3 separate regions of the Mus musculus genome follow, and all the other regions are linked to region 1. Evidence: chromatin contacts called from public promoter capture Hi-C and targeted proximity ligation data. All regions are on one chromosome and are shown on one strand. The core of a region is the stretch at or near the end of the contact, and the rest is flanking DNA. Distances in the headings are between cores, read along the strand shown. Region 1 holds the start of Kmt5b (lysine methyltransferase 5B). Region 2 holds the start of Gstp3 (glutathione S-transferase pi 3). Region 3 holds the start of Gstp2 (glutathione S-transferase, pi 2).

Region 1 (3,916 bases), core at 550-3,049:
CACTCAAAAGTCGTCTGTGGGGGCTGGTGAGATGGCTCAGTGGGTAAGAGCACCCAACTGCTCTTCCAAAGGTCTGGAGTTCAAATCCCAGCAACCACATGGTGGCTCAAAACCATCAGAATAGAGATCTGACTCCCTCTTCTGGAGTGTCTGAAGGCTGCTACAGTGTACTTACATATAAGAAATAAATAAATCTTTAAAAAAAGTTGTCTGTGATCATTTCAGGCAAAAAGAAAAACAATAACTTCTTCATCGCCTCTGAAAGGGCTTATGTTTTGTCTACTAATTACCCAAACTGGCTGGCGTTTCTGTCAAAATAAATAAATAAATAAATAAGAACGGGGAACAGTTACAAGGAGAAGCGAGTTCCTCTAAGGAATCCATCCACTCGGCAGCCTCCCAACCCCTCAGGCCTGTGTCAGACAGTTTTAAGTCTAGAAAGCAGGTTTAAAAAACAAACAAACAAATCAAGTCAGGCAATCCATCTTGTCTGCTCCTCTGAGAGGACTGTCTCAGAGTGAGCGCCATCAGAAAGTTCAAGATGAACTTCACGTCTCCTCCTCTCCTTCTTGCACTCTGGCTGAACGAGCGGATGACAGATCGAGTGACGCCAGTGCCACTGCGTGGGGCCCGAGCGACTGCCCCCCACCCCCACCCCACCCCCGCGCGCGACAGTCTGAGCCTGGAGCAACAGGAAACGAGGCTCGGGCCAAAACAAAAACAACCGAAAGTTCGGCGAGCCGGCGCGAGCAGATTGGGCGAGACGCTTGCCGGCCGCCCATTGGAGAAGAGGAAAAACACAGTCCCCCAATCCCGAGCGGCCGAGCAGCTCCCCTCGTGCGGCCGCGACCCGGCCCTCGCCGACCGCTACCGCTCCCTTCCGGCCGCCGCCAACACTGCAGGCCGTGCTCGCTCGCCCGGCCGCCCCGGCCCCGCAGCCCCGCCCCGCGGCCCGGTTCCTGCACGCACGCACGCACGCACGTACGTCCTCCGCGGCTCACCGCCAGCACTGCCGGTCTTCCAGCACCGGGCCCGTCCAAGAGCTCCGCCACCGAGCTCCCGAAGCGCCCGGCTACACTTTTTGGTCCCTCCAGAAAAATTAATCACCAAAAAATATTTCCTCAGAAAAAAAAATTGGAGAGTAAAATCCAATATGGCGGCACGGACGTAGCACCGCCCGCTGCCTCCGCTGACGGAAGGGGGGGGGAAATAAAGGAGTCCGCGTCCGCCGAGGGGCCCCCCCAACCCTGCCGCCACGGCCACCACCGCGGCCCGCGCCAAGCCCCTGTCCCCGAGCCCTGGCTCGCAGCGCCGGGCCACCCCCGCCTCACAGTCCTCGGGCCTCACCTCCACCTCGCGCGCAGTCGCGGGATCTGAGAGGCATCCGCCGACTTCGGGGCTTCGCGTCCTGCGTTCTCGCGCAGCGCCGGGTGCCGCCTCCGGTCCCCGGGCGTCCTCACCTCATAGCCCCCGAGCCTCGCTGCCGCGCCGCAGACGCGTCGCCGCCCCCGGTGAGCCACCCGGACACCGCCCGGGCTCGGTGGAAGGACACGAAAAGGAGTCCACGACTGACGGCGGAGGGACACCACGCCGACACCGAGCGTGCGCGCACCTTTGCTCCGCGCTAGTGGCCGCGATGGCTTCGACGGAATTCTGCGGGAAGAGGCTGAGAGACACCAGAGAGAATGAAGTTCCCTGCCGCGGCACCCGACAGCGGAGGCACAAGAGTAAATCCCCCCCACCACCACCACCAAAGAAACCACGTCGTTGCCGTCGCTGAGCCTCGAGGCGGAGGGATCGCAGCGAGAGTCGTTCGAAGATCCCTCCGCCCGGCTGCCCTTTAAATCTCGGTGGAGGCGGCGTCGCCGCGCGCCCGGTGGGCGCCACCTAGTACCCCGGCCGCTTGCTGCCCCGCGGGGTTGGCCCCCGCCCCCGTCTCGTGCGCACCTGCACCTACCAGGGACAGCTCCCGAGCTGCGATTTCAGGGGGCAACTGCGAGGCGCACGGCGCTCCGGGCCCGCTGTGCCTCCGGGGTGCACTGAGGGGAGGCGGCCGGGAATGGCGAGTTTCTTTGTTGTGGGGATGGGTGTCGTTGGAAGCAGAAACACCCTTCAAGACCATGTGGGCCACCTGAACGGTACCACGCGGGAGGCGGGGAGGGAGCGTGCTTTGGGTCCCCCGTGCTGACACCGGCCGCTCCTTGAGCACCTACTGAGTGACAACCTTTCCACGACGCAGCCACTCCTCGCCCTCTTCGGGCTCAACCGGCGCAAGAAAGGCGGTTTGGTCCTCCGGGAGCTTGGGGCGGAAGATCCGGAGTGGCTTGCACCCACGCCTGGGGTATGGTGAAGCCCCACCCCTTGGATCTTGCAGTTGGATAAGGGGTGCCTCACAACAATAACGAGGGTCACATCCTTGTCCCTAACCAGACGTCGTTCCCAACGATCTGGTGTGTCCCTTTATTTGTCCCTCAGGGTAATCCCCAGAGGTCGAGAGTATTGTGGGTTCCAGTTTACACACAGGGAAATTGAGGCATGGACTAGTTGGGTGACTTTTCAACTACTCAGGGCTGGAGCCAGAGCCTCTTATACACTATTCTATGAAAAACGCAGGCTTTAAAGTGAAGCAGGTGGTTGGGACCTGAAGGAGGTGTTTGAGGTTGTCACGTATTGAAGCAAACACCTGAGTGAGGTGGAGGGTGTTATGGAAAGGTACGAAAATGTCCAGGCAATGGAAAGAAAGAATGCAACTCCAGCGACACATGAGACAGGGAGAACAGCTGAGGCCATTGCAGGAGGGCCCCAGCCTGCCTCGGTTCCCTGCAAACACCACTACCACACTGAACACTCACATACCTTAGCATAGTAGGCATTTTCTAGAGGATGGCTCAGCAGAGTCAAGCAAATACCAACTTAGCTCCCATTGCCCTTGCCTCTTTGATCTTGAGTACTTGACGACGCTTGTTATCCCCTTCCATAGATGGGAAACAGAGGCACAGAAACCTGCTAAGGACACATAGCTGGGAAGGTATATTTCTTCAAAACCAGAATTCCTGTGCTGACCTCAGCTGTGTGACCTGTATCCTCAGTCTACAGACCATCTTGGGAGTGGGCAGTGGGCATAGGAGACCAGTCACAGGAGATACAGGGCTTGACACTTCAGGTCGACTTCCTGCCCTTTCCAGTCACCTGTTGCATCGGATCTATCCTGCTGTATTCCCTTTTTGTAGACACAGCTAACAATTCCTTTGATCTTAGTTTTGTTGTGTTTTTCTAGTTTCTTAATACCGCTACCCCACAAGACTTCTATAGGACTTGGCTCCAAATATGTGCCAGAGACACTAAAGTTGCTTCTGCCACGTTTGATACCAAATGCCAAAGAGCTGAACATACACGGGACACCAGATGGTGTCCCTCCAGTGGGCACCAATGGTCCTAGACTGACTTTCAGAGGTAGAATGCTCAGGTTCCAAGTCCACCCAAACTTCAGCAACCCTGGGCCCCAAATTCTCCTGTCTTCCACCTCAAAACAACAGCACATGACCCTTCAGGCTCACCCAAGCTCCCAGCTCTGTATAGCTCTTAAGTGCTTCCATTTATTCCCTGCTGAATGCCAGGCCAAGTGTAGGCATTCCCTTCCAAGGAAATGGACTGGGATTCTAGCCTGCCATAGAAGAACCCAAGTGAGCATAGCACAGCCTTTCAGCCTGTCCAGTGCTGTCCTTCCAATCCCTCAACAACTGCTGCTCTTCTAGCGGCAGCTCTGAGACCTAGGTAGACCATGATTGATGAAACTGGGCTGGGCTCAGGACCTTTGTTGAGCCATGCTGAAAGCTTGGGGCTTTTATAGGGCTTGATCTACGGAGGTCATGGCTGAGTTGGCTCTTGCCACAGCTGGGAGTTGCCCTCCTGGGGG
Region 2 (3,916 bases), core at 411-2,910, 290 kb before region 1:
AAGCTGGCCTGCTCTACAGAGCAAGTTCCAGGTCAACCAGGGCTACACAGAGAACAGAGAAGCACAGTGTCGATGATAGATAGATAGATAGATAGATAGATAGATAGATAGATAGATAGATAGATAGACAGATGCATAGATGATAGATAGAAGACAGACAGACAGACATGAGGTTCCCAGGGAACTAACCAGACCAAACAAGTTTAAATCCTGTTTACTAGCTGAGTGACCTTGGGCATGCCACGTCAATTCTTTGTTTCAATTTCTCTACAAACAAGGAACAGTGCTAGCCTTGAGGACTGGTACATGTAAGGCTTAACTCTTTGCTAAGAGTTTTCTGTTATAGCATCACCAAGAGAGGAGGGGATAGTTCATTAGTTAAAATCCCTTTATTTAAAAAAAAAGGGGGGGCTGGAGGGATGGCTCAGTGGTTGGGAGCATTGGCTGCTGTTTTGGAGGTCTTGAGTTCAGGTCCCGGCGACTGCATGGTAGCTCACGGCCATCTGTGGTGGGATTGGATGCCCTCTTCTGGTGTGTCTGAGGACAGCTGCAGTGTGCTTGCATGTGATAAATAAATAAATATTTAAAAAAAATTTTAGGGCTGGTGAGATGGCTCAGCGAGTAAGAGCACTGACTGCTCTCCCAAAGGTCCTGAGTTCAAATCCCAGCAACCACATGGTAGCTCACAACCACCCATAGTGAGATCTGATGCCATCTTCTGGTGTGTCTAAATACAGCTGCAGTGTACTCATTTATAATAATAAATAAATCTTTAAAAAAATTTTTTTTAAATCCCTTTATTCTTTTCTTGAAAAGACAGGCTCTTGCTATATAGCTCTGGCTGGCTTGGTTGCTATATAGCTCTGGCTGGCTTGGTGATCTTGGTTGTAGACCAGTCTGGCCTTGAATTCGAAAGGGCTGCCTCTCTTTGTACTTTTTTTTTTTTTTTTCGAGACAGAGTTTCTTTGTATAGCCCTGGCTGTCCTGGAACTCACTTTGTAGACCAGGCTGGCCTCGAACTCAGAAATCTGCCTGCCTCTGCCTCCCAAGTGCTGGGATTAAAGGCGTGCCGCCCGACCTTCCTTTGTACTTTGAGTGCTGCAATTAAAGGTGTGTGCCATCACTCCAGGTGACACTGCCATTATTATGGTTATTGTTATTATTTATTTTTTGTCATTTATAAACATGGTTTCTCTTTGGAGCCCTGGCTGTCCTGGAACTCTGTCGACCAGACGGACTGGGCTGAACTCAGAGATCCTCTTGCTTCTGCCTCCTCCCAAGTGCTGGGATTAACCACGGCTCCTCTACATTGCCTTATTTTTACAAGGAGCACTTATTATTATACCATGTACTGTTGGTAGAGGCCTACCTGCATATAAGGCACTGTCCAAACCCCTGAGCACACAAGAAACCGAGTGGTTTGGGCGTGTTAAGTGGGAGGCTTATCATGTGACCATGTGTGCCTCTTGCAAAACTCCAGTAGCATATTGCACCACAGATAGAAAGGTGAGTCTGCCCTCCCCCACCACGTCTGCCAGGAAGCTGGTACACTGAACACCAGGACTTGGTCTGTTTCTGGGGCAGTGTGGGATGTCTGAGGAGGTGGAGTCTTCCTGTCAATATAAGGCCCCGATCACTTCCTCTCTTCCTGCTGAGCTTGCACCACACTGTATCCGCCCAACAGTAAGGAGAAACCTGGAGGCAAGGGCGGGGGCAATTATACCCCCACCTCACCCCTGCTACTAACCGCTCCTTGGCCCTGCAGCCCAGGCAAGGTCCTCCTTCATCGTGCTTTTTGTCTATCTCTCCTAGTGCCACCTTACACCATCGTCTATTTCCCTTCCCGAGGTGTGGCCTCAGCACTTTCAAGACGAAGGGCACAAACAATAGTCTTCTGGGTCATTCCTGGGAATCCCCAACAGTGGTGTAGGAAGGGCGTGACCAAGACTGTATTGGGGCCGGGCCGGGACAGAGACCTGGGGCAGGACTACAGTTGTGGTTGGTGGGGCCAGGACTGCCCTCTTAGCCTCCGTAGATAGCTGCACTGTCTGTCACTTTTCCTTCCTTCCCTGTGCCATGGTGGGGCTGGGTCTTCGCATTCCAAGATAATGTTAGGACATGGCCTCTATCACCACATATCTCCCCTCCCTATGAGGCTCCCAAGCTAGTGTAGTCCTCTTGTCAGCTTTCCACTCTCCCAAACTCTCCCAGGATGCTCTGAGAGTAGATCTCTTCGCTGTGTCCTCATCCTGCACCCCCATACAGGGCGCTGTGAGGTTATGCGCATGCTTCTAGCTGACCAGGGCCAGAGCTGGAAGGAGGAGGTGGTGACCTTGGATGTTTGGGAGCAAGGCACATTCAAGGCTTCCTGTGTGAGTAATTGTCTCCCTCTCCCCCTTGGGGATTCGGTTGGGGCGCAGCCTTAGGGTGCTGTGTCTAGGATTGGGGGCAGCCAGGTTCAGCACCCCTTACAGAGGGATCTTCTCCCAGTTGTTTGGACAGATCCCCAAGTTCCAGGATGGAGAGCTCACCCTGTACCAATCCAATACTATCCTACGGCACCTGGGCCGCTCCTTCGGTGAGTCCAGAAGCCAAGCCCTGAGAGACACCTGAGATGTTCCTCAAAATGTCCTGGGGCTTTGAATTGCCTCACCTGCAGCCACCAATGTCCCACCTGGGTCACCCTAGAGGATCATGCAGGGCCCAGGTTCCAGAAGGCTACTGGTGTGCTGCTGGGCGGTCGCTGTCTGTACAGCCAGGGCTGTGAGTTTCCAACTTGTATCATTTTTCTAATGACATCCCAGAGGTAGGCAGGGAAGACCTCCAATTAAGGTTAGAGAGTAGACCCAGGCTGAGACTGAGTGGACATGTAGGGACAAGTACAGAACCTGAGCCTGCTGCCTGCCCGCTGACCCAGGGCTCTATGGCAAAGACCAACAAGAGGCAGCACTGGTGGACATGGTGAACGATGGACTGGAAGACCTATTCAGACGCATTGCCCGGCAGTATCGCCATATCCTGGTATGTAGGAGCCACAGGCTAGTGACCAAGCGTGGTGGGCAGGAAAGGGAGATCACTTCGGTCACTCTGGCTGCACATTTCTGACCACAGAAGGAGGGCAAGGACCAGTATCAGAAGGAGCTTCCGGGACACCTGAAGCCATTTGAAACTCTCCTGGCCCAGAACAGGGGTGGCCAGTCCTTCATTGTTGGTGACCAGGTGAGCATTGGGTAGGCCTTTCCCCACCCACTCATTGCCAGATCCTTTCTCAGAGGGGTAAACTGAGGCCAGATGCAGAGGCAGAAGCAGGGAGCATCCAGTGCTTTGCTCTGTGGCGCTTCTCCCAGTCCTGCCTCAGCTCCAGCCCTGTCACTCCCCCGTCCTGTAGATCTCTTTCGCGGACTACCGCCTGCTGGACGTGCTTCTGAATCTCGAGCTCCTGTTTCCTGGTTACTTGAATGACTTTCCCCTGTTCTCCGCCTATGTGGCGCGCCTCAAATCCCGACCCAAGCTCAAGGCCTTCCTGGAGTCTCCTGAGCATGTGAACCGGCCCCTGGCTGCTTGCATAAAGATGTGAGTCCACCTGCCTCCCCCAGCCCCCACCCCAGACCAATAAAACTGATGGCAGGAGCCAGTGCAGGGCTTGTCCTTAATCCTAACACTTGGGAGGCAGAGGCAGGCGAATCTCTGTGGGTTCAAGGTCAGCCTGGTCCACAAAGTTCCAGGACAGCCAGGGCCTATTGGGAAAAAAAAAAAAAAAAAAAAAAGCAGTGAGCTTAAGGGGCAAGGATGAAGACACCGTGTTGACACCTAGGCTACCCTTGCTAAAATGTCAGGCCCAGAGCTGCCAGGAAAGAGGGCCTTTAGGGCTCTAAACCTCCAGGTCCTACTAGAGGACTTCCTGCTGGGAGGCGAC
Region 3 (3,916 bases), core at 1,009-3,508, 270 kb before region 1:
ATTGCATCAAGACCCCACTGCATTGAGAAAGGCCCAAGGCTTAAATGCACAAGCAAAAGGGGAAGTACAGATACTTATCAGCAGGAGGGGTGGGGCAATACAAGCAAAAGGAGAAGTACTTATCAGTGGGGGGCTGGGGGCAATAGAATTTGCACATTTTTTAGGCAGTTACACAGGGAAGCAGGAACTTGGTGGTATCAGGGTTTGGTCGGGACATCTGTGATGACTTAGGGCTGGAACATTCTGTGGTTGTTCTCAGAATCGGTGTGTGGTGGCCCGCTTTTGACTCCCTTTTCTTCTCGGGGGAGAGGCCCAATTCAGAGATCAAGAGTTGTCTTAATAGCTCCCAACAGGCCCAGAACCTCAGTGATGAAAACTGGGGCCTGAGGGAGCTGACAGTAGTTGAGAATGTGACGCTACAGTGCATGCATATACACCTGTCCCAGGTTCTACGGATGCAGATGCATCCCAGATACAGCCAGGAACTGAGAGGGGAGTAGATGAACACAATAAGAAAGGGCAGGCTCAGCCTGGGGTCCAATAGGGACTGGGAATCCAGTAGTCCCTTAGCCCCCACACATGTCTGTGCTCTATAGAAGGGGCAGAAAGGCCAGGACTGTGCTGTGGGAAAGGGGAATGGTCAGTATTTTATGATCCACAGGGCACAGAGTCAAAGCCTGGGGAGGGGCTAGGGGCAGGGTTGGGCGTGGAAAATGTTTCTGCATGAATTTCAGTTCAAAATGAGAAGTTGACTTCTGCTCCTTTGAAGTAACTGAGTAGGGAAAGAGGAGGAGACAGACCAGCAAGAACCAGACACCAAAAAAAAAAAATAAATAAAAATAAAAATAAAAAAGAGAAAAAAAGTGAAAAAAAAGAACAAGAAAGAAAGAAAGAAAGAAAGAAAGAAAGAAAGAAAATAAAGAAAAAGAACCAGACACCAGGGCTGGTGAGATGGCTCAGTGGGTAAGAGCACCCGACTGCTCTTCCGAAGGTCAGGAGTTCAAATCCCAGCAACCACATGGTGGCTCACAACCATCCGTAACGAGATCTGGCGCCCTCTTCTGGAGTGTCTGAAGACAGCTTCAGTGTACTTACATATAATAAATAAATCTTTAAAAAAAAAAAAAAAAAAAAGAACCAGACACCAGCTAGGACAGGCAGGCTGCGGGAGGAAAGAGTGAGACACAGGTGTAGCTACCTACAACTGCTTGAATAGTCCAAATCCCCATTACCCAGGGAGACACAGAGAAGGGAGAAGCAAGGAAGGAAGGGGAGACTGAAGAAAGAAACAGCCCTTAGCCAGCCTGAGGGAAGACATAGCTGCCCCCTCAACACCAGAGGGCATGACTGAAGAGTGTGATGTGATGTGATATGATGTTCTCTCTCTCTCTCTCTCTCTCCCTCCCTCTCAGTTGTGGGCTCACACACTTGGGTGTGTGTAACAGTGAGGTTGTGTGTGGTAGCCTTTAGGGACAGGTGTTTATTTTGTTATTATTTTTTTTATTTTTAAAAATTATGTGTCTCTGTTTGTGCAAATGAGTGCAGTCCCCAAGTAAGCCCCAAGTGTCAGATCTGGCTCCAGAGTTCAAGCCAGTTGTGAGCTACCTGGCTGAGTTCTGGGAACTGAACTTGGGTCCTGTGTAAGATCTGGAAATGCCTTGAACATCGGGGCCATCTCTCCAGCTGTTATTTTTGAAGGGCTGAAGAACTAGAGTCCATGTCAGAAAGGCGAGGAACCACCAACTAAGGTTTTTGACATACAACTGCAACTTTGTCTCTTCACTTGATTTTTCTTCGCTTTTTGAAGCTCCTCAGATCTCTGACATAAAGAACACAAAAGCGCAGTTTTCTGGCTATTCCTAGCGAAGGTCAAAGGAGCAAACGAAGCTCTTTGGGCAGGAGAAAGAAGTTGGTGAGTTAAGGATGGCCACTAACGGAATCTACTAGAGAGGTTGGTAGATGGGGATAGGCAGAAGGCTGACAGAGTTGCACATGCTGCAGAAAGCTGTCCAGCTCCAGCACAAAGTGGAAGGGAGCTGGACACACCCTTCTCGGAGCAGGACTCAAAAATGAACCCAGCACTGTGGCCGACTCGGGTCACATGCTAGTGTCTCGGGCAGGAGGCGGGAGCTGCAGAGATCCAATACCGGCTATTCTCTCCAACGTGTTGAGTCAGCATCCGGGGCGGCATCCGGGGCGGAGCGCAATGCCCCTTATAAGGCTGGCTGTCCTGGGGCCTGTGTTTGCTTCCATCCCTGAGACACCTCTCTGACTATTCAGCACTTGATCCCCACTTCTCTCTGCACAGCAGCCAGTGAGTCCACGCCCTGAAGCTTCCCCGAACTACCAGCTTGCAGCTGTCGGGGCCAGGGCTCGCTCTGGACTGAGCTCTCTGCACCGGGCATTTTGCACCAGGAGCCTGGGACGGGGTGTGGGGAACAAATCAGAAAAGGGACCCGGGAGATGGAGCGGGAAAGTGCACCACACTGAACCCTAATCATTCCCCTTCTTCTACCTAACATTCTTCTCCTGTCCCCCAGTGCCGCCGTACACCATTGTCTACTTCCCAAGTCCAGGTAGGAGCTAATGACTGCAGGAAGGGGAGGTCTGGGGTAGGGGTTGCAGCCCACCATTCCTATCTGCCATGGAGAAATTGCAATTCATCATTAATCCTCCTGGTTGCAAGGCTCTACTTCCCTCACCATGGCCAGTCAGTCCTTGTACTCGAAATTGCTTTGAGGCTGGGCCTTTACACTATCCCCCAAATCCTTACCCTGACTCCATACAGGGCGGTGTGAGGCCATGCGCATGCTGCTGGCTGACCAGGGCCAGAGCTGGAAGGAGGAGGTGGTTACCATAGATACCTGGATGCAAGGCTTGCTCAAGCCCACTTGTGTGAGTGACACCCGTAGTGGAGGGGGCAGAGGTAGGGCCTTAGGAGGGCTGTGACTGGGAGGCAGCAGCATCACCAAGGTTCTTGTTCCTCCCTCCAGCTGTATGGGCAGCTCCCCAAGTTTGAGGATGGAGACCTCACCCTTTACCAATCTAATGCCATCTTGAGACACCTTGGCCGCTCTTTGGGTAAGTCCTGAACCCAGGTGGTCCAGCTGGTGGGCAGGGTGGTGGGGGGGGTATCAGTTATTGTTTCAGGGGGTATCTGCCCAGCTGGCCACTCCCTTTTTAGTTTTGAGTTGACAGAGCAAAACAGGGACACACAGAGATTATCCTTGTTCAGGCTGCATCTGTGGTCTGCCTGCCATGGCTTCCTGTTGCCTTTCATGAGCTCAGGTCTCACATGACTACCCATATCCCCTCCCCCAAGACTGCGACCTACCAACAGCCACATACCTGAGGAAATCAGGGATCAGTCATGCTGTCTCTCCCAACCCGCAGGGCTTTATGGGAAAAACCAGAGGGAGGCCGCCCAGGTGGATATGGTGAATGATGGGGTGGAGGACCTTCGCGGCAAATATGGCACCATGATCTACAGAAACTATGTGAGCCTGAATCTGGGGGGTAGGGTAGCCCAGGAAGTAGGTAGTGGTAGGCCATGTCCCTGGGGGGGGGGGTATATCTGGAATTCATTACAGGGCAGCAGGAGTCCAGTGCCCAGGGCACTGTGACAGTGGGAGGATGGTACATCTTTGGGTGTCTCCCTGGCAGGAGAATGGTAAGAATGACTACGTGAAGGCCCTGCCTGGGCATCTGAAGCCTTTTGAGACCCTGCTGTCCCAGAACCAGGGAGGCAAAGCTTTCATCGTGGGTGACCAGGTGAGCATCTCTTGCATTGCCTTTGCCTTGTGGATAAGGACAAGAGGGAGCCATATGTAAAGTGGAGCAGAGCTAAGGGGTGGAGGTGGGGGTGAGGGCCCTCAGCTCTCTGCCCCCCAGCCCCAGCCTCCTCCCAGCTGCTGAG

What was found. Promoter capture Hi-C pulls out the DNA fragments that hold promoters and counts their contacts.
Region 2: a targeted proximity ligation map of embryonic stem cells shows a contact between it and region 1, with 7 times the contacts expected there. A contact is called at or near these places in 6 of 39 promoter capture datasets (the C10 cell line, cranial neural crest, hippocampal neurons and 3 more), 2 of 484 Hi-C or Micro-C datasets (CD4 T cells and nephron progenitors) and 6 of 130 datasets of targeted methods (embryonic stem cells, epiblast stem cells, large pre-B cells and 3 more).
Region 3: a promoter capture Hi-C map of embryonic stem cells shows a contact between it and region 1, with 2.2 times the contacts expected there. A contact is called at or near these places in 9 of 39 promoter capture datasets (the C10 cell line, cranial neural crest, embryonic stem cells and 6 more), 8 of 484 Hi-C or Micro-C datasets (B cells, CD4 T cells, the G1E-ER4 cell line and 3 more), 13 of 130 datasets of targeted methods (the SCID.adh cell line, cardiomyocytes, embryonic limb bud and 6 more) and 3 of 9 other capture datasets (adipose tissue, macrophages and pancreatic islet).

The regions. Positions count from the first base shown.
Region 1 is chr19:3,765,772-3,769,687 of GRCm38.p6, reverse strand. It overlaps Kmt5b (lysine methyltransferase 5B), which reads right to left and starts at 1,799. Exons shown (of 11, transcript NM_001379678.1): 1 at 1,348-1,799.
Region 2 is chr19:4,057,191-4,061,106 of GRCm38.p6, reverse strand. Gstp3 (glutathione S-transferase pi 3) reads left to right here and starts at 1,660. Exons shown (of 7, transcript NM_144869.3): 1 at 1,660-1,683; 2 at 1,813-1,848; 3 at 2,266-2,372; 4 at 2,491-2,578; 5 at 2,918-3,021; 6 at 3,112-3,219; 7 at 3,389-3,634. The coding sequence starts at 1,683. The coding sequence ends at 3,577.
Region 3 is chr19:4,040,563-4,044,478 of GRCm38.p6, reverse strand. Gstp2 (glutathione S-transferase, pi 2) reads left to right here and starts at 2,258. Exons shown (of 7, transcript NM_181796.2): 1 at 2,258-2,314; 2 at 2,541-2,576; 3 at 2,789-2,895; 4 at 2,994-3,081; 5 at 3,394-3,497; 6 at 3,664-3,771. The coding sequence starts at 2,314.